Regions from separate parts of the Mus musculus genome. Here region 2 is linked to region 1. A link is a contact called in public promoter capture Hi-C data. All regions are on one chromosome and are shown on one strand. The core of a region is the stretch at or near the end of the contact, and the rest is flanking DNA. Distances in the headings are between cores, read along the strand shown.

Evidence for each region. Promoter capture Hi-C pulls out the DNA fragments that hold promoters and counts their contacts.
Region 2: a promoter capture Hi-C map of liver shows a contact between it and region 1, with 2.9 times the contacts expected there. The contact joins the promoter of Osbp2 here to the promoter of Pold2 in region 1. A contact is called at or near these places in 2 of 39 promoter capture datasets (both in liver).

The regions. Positions count from the first base shown.
Region 1 is chr11:5,876,861-5,880,154 of GRCm38.p6, forward strand. It overlaps Pold2 (polymerase (DNA directed), delta 2, regulatory subunit), which reads right to left and starts at 1,396. Exons shown (of 11, transcript NM_008894.2): 1 at 1,332-1,396; 2 at 1-129. The coding sequence starts at 72.
Region 2 is chr11:3,861,863-3,865,230 of GRCm38.p6, forward strand. Osbp2 (oxysterol binding protein 2) reads right to left here and starts at 2,041. Exons shown (of 14, transcript NM_152818.3): 1 at 1,371-2,041. The coding sequence starts at 2,005.

The DNA of each region.
Region 1 (3,294 bases), core at 146-2,645:
AAAGGTGGCATTGCTGGCAGAGGGCGGGGCGAGCAGAGTGTGGGCCCTCTGTGCTGCCTGCTCGGAGAACATGGCGGCACTCCTGGCTTGTTTGGTCCAAGCAGCTGTGTCCAGGCCGAGGAGTTATCACTGCAGAGACACACAAAGGCATTCCTGCAATCCCTTCTTGTACCCAAAGCTCCCCTAGTGTCCCAACCACGCTGTCCACAATGTGCACACATGTGTCCGGAGGTGTCATCCTATAACCTAGTCAGATACAACCTGGAGCTCGTTCCAAACCTTGTTCATCACCTCCTCCTCTCCACATTTCTACCCAATCACCAGGGTCTCAAATTCTGCATACCCTCAAATGGAATTATTGATCTGCTTCTGCCCAGCTCCCTGGGACCTCTGCTACCTCTAGGGATGCTATCAGGCATCACTGAAGAAGCCTGTCATAATATAATTAGTGATAAAAAATAAAGCATAAAGCTGCCCCTGTTTTGCTCAAAACCCCCCAAAGGTTGCTTTTCAGTAAATAAAACCCCAAGTTCTTACCACGACCTGTAAGATCAGCTCTGGGCCTCTAAGAACAGCTCCCCCCTCCTATCTGTTTCTCCTTCCAAGTGTCCCTTCCACAGCAGGGGCTCCAAGTAGAGGCCTCTCTACTCCTGCTGGGTCCTCTCCTTTTCCCCAAGGCTTACTGGCTCTTCCCTTTCAAGTCTTTCCTTAAAACTCACCTTCCCATATCTAATTGACTGCATTGCTACTTCAACTGTCTGCATCATTATCATCTCTCAAGCATTTACTTTGCCTCCTCCAACTGTTGCCTAAGCTCCGGCAGCGCAGAGGTTTGTTTTCTTGTATTGCACCCCTTCCCACTAAGATGTGCTTGGGGATGGATGCACAGCGGACTTTAGTATAAAGTATCTCAACATATTCTTCATGCGTAGTTGAGACGACAACAGGCTGGATGTAGTAACGGAAGTTTTGAACACAGCTTTCTTTTTCATTTTACTTTTTTTTTTTTTTTTTTGGTACAGCTATTACAAAGTTCAAATTCCCCTAGCTGGTTCGGCTTTCTTTAATGCGCAGCTCTGGCTTAGGGAGCGGACCCTATGAATTTGCCAAATGGGCACATGTAAACTGGATGTAAGCCAAAAACGCACGGTGGTGGCAGCGGCCCACACGGTGCTCCAGGCCGGACCCGACGGGAGACCTGCCCCGAAGCAGACACGCCCAGCTCGGGCCCATGTTACAGTTCGAAGCACCCTCAAGACCCCGGCCCGCTGTCCAGGTACCGCCAAGTCTGACCCAGGACCCACGTTAACCCCGCTCAGCAGCACACTCACCGCGCCACGCCGCATCCCGCCAATCTCTGCGCGCCCGTCCCGCCCATCGGCGCATCCAGCCAATCGCCTCCCGCCCCATCCCGCCCATCGCTGCACGCTTCATCCAGCCAATCCCCGTGCGCCCCGCCTCTGGACCGAGGAAACGCGGAGTCACGCCTCCGGTTCCCGGGACAACCCATCACTTAGCACTGGGTTTCCTGTGCGCATGCGGTGTTTGCGGCTGGGCCTCATCGGGTGAACTCCTTGGGTAGCGTGGGCCGTAGTGAGGCTGGGCGCCTGGCTCATGCTGCTCTCCCCGAGCGCTGGGGGTCTGGTGGCTCCTGTGTGGCTGAAGCTTCCCTCCCACTCTATCCTGCGCTGTGATTCTCACCCTGACTTCTCAGATTCCCTTGGAAGCATGAACAATTTCTCCCATCTCACAGGCAGGGAAACAGGCAAAATGACCCAGCTAGTGAGAAAAGCTAGAATTCACACTAAGACACCCTGACTGCAAGTGCATCAGACTTCAGTGGTAACATTGCTCCTTTTTAAAATTGCCTAATTACTCAGTCTGAAACTTATTACTTAAGGTAGGTTTCTTCTGGCTTACTAAGTTTTTTTGTTTTATTTTGAATTTATTTTGTTTTGTTTTGTGTGTGGGTGTGTTTTGCCTGCACGCATGTGAGGTCAGTCTCCTCGGAGGCGAGAAGAGAGCGTCCGTGTCACCTGGAACTGGAATTACAAATGGTTGTGAGCCATTCTGAAAGAGCTCTCAACCGAGCTTTCTCCAGCCCCTTGTTTCTGTTTTTGTTTGTTTTTGCTTTTTGAGACAAGGTTTCCCTCGTTCCTGTTTTAATAATGAATTAAATCATTTTTTTCCCCCCGAGACAGGGTTTCTCTGTATAGCCCTGGCTGTCCTGGAACTCACTTTGTAGACCAGACTGGCCTCGGACTCAGAAATCCACCTGCCTCTGCCTCTGCCTCCCAAGTGCTGGGATTAAAGGCGTGCACCCCCACCCCCGGCTAAATCATTTGTTTTTAATGTTTCAGTTTGTTGAGTATTTTTTCCTTTGTAAGCTGGGCTGAGTGCGGATTTTTGCCTACTGTCTCAAGTAGCCTGTTGCATATTTGATTATGTTGCAACGTTCTTGTGTTCCAGGAACAAACCCCATTTGATGGATTTGAAACCACTTTGTAGAATTAAAATCCAAAGTTACAATGACACAGAGCTCGTTGTTGTGCAGCCCCTTGACTGGAGCTCTCCATTTACTCTTTGGTTGCTGTTCCCTTTGGTCTGCAGGACTCTCCTTAGGATTCCTTACAGTAAATGTCTAAGGAAATGGACTCATCAAATTTTATCCCAGAATATCTTTATTTCTACTTTTTCCTTGAGACGGGTCTAATATATTCCATGGTGTAGCAACAGGGCCTTAAACTCCTGATCTTTCTGTCTACACCTCTGGAGTGCTGGGGTTACAGGCACGTGCCACTACCCTGAGTTTTATGCAGTGCTGGAGAGTGAGCCCCGGGGCTTCATGCAGGCTAAGCAAACACTCTGCCTTCTGAACTACATCCCTGCCTGGCCCTACGTCCACTTTGTGTTTTGAGCCAGGTATCTTGCTATGTGTTCCAGCTAATCTCCGAGGGCTGATGTCTGCCTCCAGAGTGCTAGGATTACAGGTGTTCTAGTCAGGTTTCTATTGCTGTGATAAACATGGCTAATGGCGACTTGGGGAACAAGGTTTATTTCACCTTACAGGAACATCAAGGAAGGACAGGTGTGCTGGTCACCTTGATGATGCTCACACACCTGGAAAGATCTGTTCGCTTTAGTATTTTTTTTTCTGTTCTTTAGATATTTTTTCTCCTTTTTTTTTTAATGTATATAAGTGTTTGCCTGCGTGCACATCTGCACACCATGTGCATGCAGTGTCATCAGCAGCCAGAAGAGGGCACCAGATCCCCTGGAAGCAGAGCTACAGGC
Region 2 (3,368 bases), core at 791-3,290, 2.0 Mb before region 1:
CCTCCTCCTCTCCAGCCTCAAAATACTCCCTTGTGAAATACAATGACATGGGAGCCTACCTCACACCGCGGCCAGTGGGATGAAATGAATGAGTGTAACAGAGAATGAAGTTCATGACCACAGCTGACGCTATGCCCCCTTGCCTCCAAATGAAAAATAACTCAGCAAATCACAAAAAAGTCCTTGTCATTGCATAGCTGGATAGGAGCGTTGCCTAGCTGGAGTGTATGTTAATATAGATTAAAACCGCCATCTGGGTAGGGTCTCCTATTGCTTGCTTGGTGTGCTAACCCTGTGTTCTGGGTCACAGCTGAGACACTACGTGAGTAGGGCAACTCAGACTCATTTTGGCTTCTCCTCCACCTGAAAGGGAACAAGGCCCCTGACTCTCAACTTGGTGCAAGGGTCACATTTAACCAGTGGAGCACGAATATTCTCAGCCATACCACACTTAGCAAGCCTCTGCACCAGGCGCCTTGTCTCCAAAGGGCTCAGCAGAACCTGAAGTACTATTAGCGGAGGAAACCCAAGCTTTGGCCAACAACATGGTGGGAAAATCTGTCTAACAGTGAAGAAGGCCTTCTTGAAGAGTTGACTCTGAACCAGCCTCACAGTCCTCACACGGAAACTTTTAGAAAAGCCATCCCTCGGGTGCTTTCCTCAGGCCTATCTCAGGAGGGATTCAGCGGGAGACCTAGACACTGCTGCAGCAACCCCACTTAGTTTGAGAAGCTCTCATCTAGAGCGGCCTGAGATCTCAAAGCTTGCAATCCCAGGAAACAGCTAGTGAGAAAGGGAAGGAAGTCCAGCTTTAGCAGGAGGTCGTGCCAGCTCTGTCTCTACTGCAGCTCCGAAACCCAAGCTACTTCTGGAATAAGCAAGGGAACAGGAAAGCATTATCTGCTGCAAAATGTCAACTTGGGGTCCCAGGGGGTACACACTATGTCTGCTCTATCTGTGGGTCAGCGAGTCCCAGCCCAAGGCCTGGCCACCAGCAGGTGTCAGCAAAGGTAGGAAACAAATGAAGTAACCACGGGAGGTGGGACCCACAGTCCTTCCCAAGAGAGGGGTTCACTAGCTGCCTCCCTCCATGAACACAGTGAACCAGACGCAGCCCCTGGTTCCATGACCACCAAAAACAGGAGGGGAACAAAAGACCTACTCCACCCATCTCCCCACTCATCCTTTTAAACTCAAGCTTGCCAGAGGCCATGTCCACAGGTCACGTCTTCCCTTGGCAGTTGACAGGCATTACTTCTACAGAAGTTCATGCAAACATCTCAGAAGGGTTATGGTGACACCCACCCCACAGTCGAGGCCGGCCACCACCACCCTCCAACCACAGATGTCCTACCTCGGTACTTCCGTACCTGTAGTAGGACAGCAGGCCATTGCCGAGCACGAACCAACGGCGCTGGTAGCCCTTCAGGTAGTTAGTCCACTTGAGGAGCCAACCCTTGTAGCTGTCCAGAGGTGGTGAGACCATTTGGACACCAATCCCTGACACCGGAGTCCCGACAGAAATCTTCGCCTGTCCTTGTCGCAGAAAAGACTGGGTCTTTGGCACCAGCTTGGACTCGGGTTTGGTGACGGGCAAACTCCCTACTGTTGACTGCAGCGGGGACGGCATTGCCAGCTCTGGCGAAGCTTTGATGATGGACACAGACCTTGTGCCGTTCTCTGACCCCGGCCACAAGCCCTGTAGTTCCGATTCCTGCCCAACCCCTGAAGGCCTTGGCACAGACGTCGTCTGGGACCCAGGTTCGGATCTCGACGCCGGCTCAGAAATTGGCTGGCACACCTGTTTCGACAGCAACTCCCGCTCTGGTGCCTGCACAGGCTGGAGCTGAGGCTTTGACGCTGGTCCTGAGCCGAACGCGGATGAGTTCATGCCCGGCGCCGCCGTGTGGCAGGACAAGCAGGGCACAACCGTGAACAGCGACGAGAGCCCGCGGGAGCGGCCAGCGCAGCCGCCGCCTCGGCTCAGAGCGGCCGCTTTCCCCATAGAGCTGTGGACCCGAGCTCGGCGGAGCGCGGAGTGGGGGCGGGGCGGGGCGGGAGTGGGTGGGGCCTGTTCGGAGGGAGTGGCGGGGCGGAGCCGGGCGGGGTTGGTGGAGGAGTGGACGGGATGGGTGGAGCCCTCACGTGAGCGACAGAGATCGGGTGCGCGTGGGTCCCTCCGCCGCTCTGGCTAAGGTGGAAGGAACCCCGTGGGCCAAGAGTTAGGCAGACGACGTGGAAGGCACTTCACGCTTCAGGCTGCTGTCCCTCCTGTGCCAGGCGCTGGGAGAACAATGGTGAATGAAAGCCACGCGGTGCGCTCGCCACGCAACTCTGAGCAATGGGTGGGTCGTGGACAGCAAATCTCAAACCCTGGGAGTCCGACCTGAGGAAATCCAGCCTAGGCCCTCTCCCTAGTTGTGGGAACTGTAGCCACTCCACAAACTTCTGTTGGCTCATCTATACAATGAAGATAATACCTCCTTCAAAGGCTGTAATAAGATGGTGCATATGAGGCACATTTGGCAGAGTAGATGCTCCGAGAGCATCATTGAGTTATTAACTAGAGAGTTCTGTGGTACATTTTGTCAGCGACCAGAGCAGGAGATGAGAGCAAGGTTGACAAGCTTGGGAAGCAGCCACTGTGCATGCACGTGTCAGATGTGTGTGCAGCCCTCAGGGAAGGAAGCTAACTAATAAATTCTTAACGAGATGTTTCGACTCCTGAAACAAATTGCCAAGCTACCTAAGATGACAGGCCTGTCATTAGTTCTACCAAATTTGGGCAAGAGTCACAGAAGAGACAAGGTCTACAGAGTTAGAGAAACAAGAAAGACCTTCAAGGAGAAACCGCTGTGTACAAAGACCCAAACCAGGGAGAACAGCTTGTCTGGCAAATAGCTAATAGCTCAGTGTTTTGTCAAGAGGAGGGCAGGACACAGAACAGCTGCCCCACACCCCACCACAAGGAATGCCCTTTATCCTAGAGAAACCAAAGCTTCTAGAAACAAGGGAAATTTATTTTCATTTTTAAAGTGGGGGGGGGGGGGAAGGAGGTGAGATGGCTCAGTGGGTAAGAGCACTGACTGCTCTTCCAAAGGTCCTGAGTTCAATTCCCAGCAACCATATGGTGGCTCACAACCATCTGTAGTGAGATCTGATGCCCTCCTCTGGTGTGTCTGAAGACAGCTAGAGTGTACTTACATATAACAATAAATAAATCTTTGTGCCTGAGTGAACAGAGGTCCTGAATTCAATTCCCAGAACAGAAACCACATGAAGGCTCACAATCATCTGTATAGCTACAGTATACTCATAAACATAAGATAAAATAAATAAATCTTTTAAAATAAAGTGTGTTGAAACAG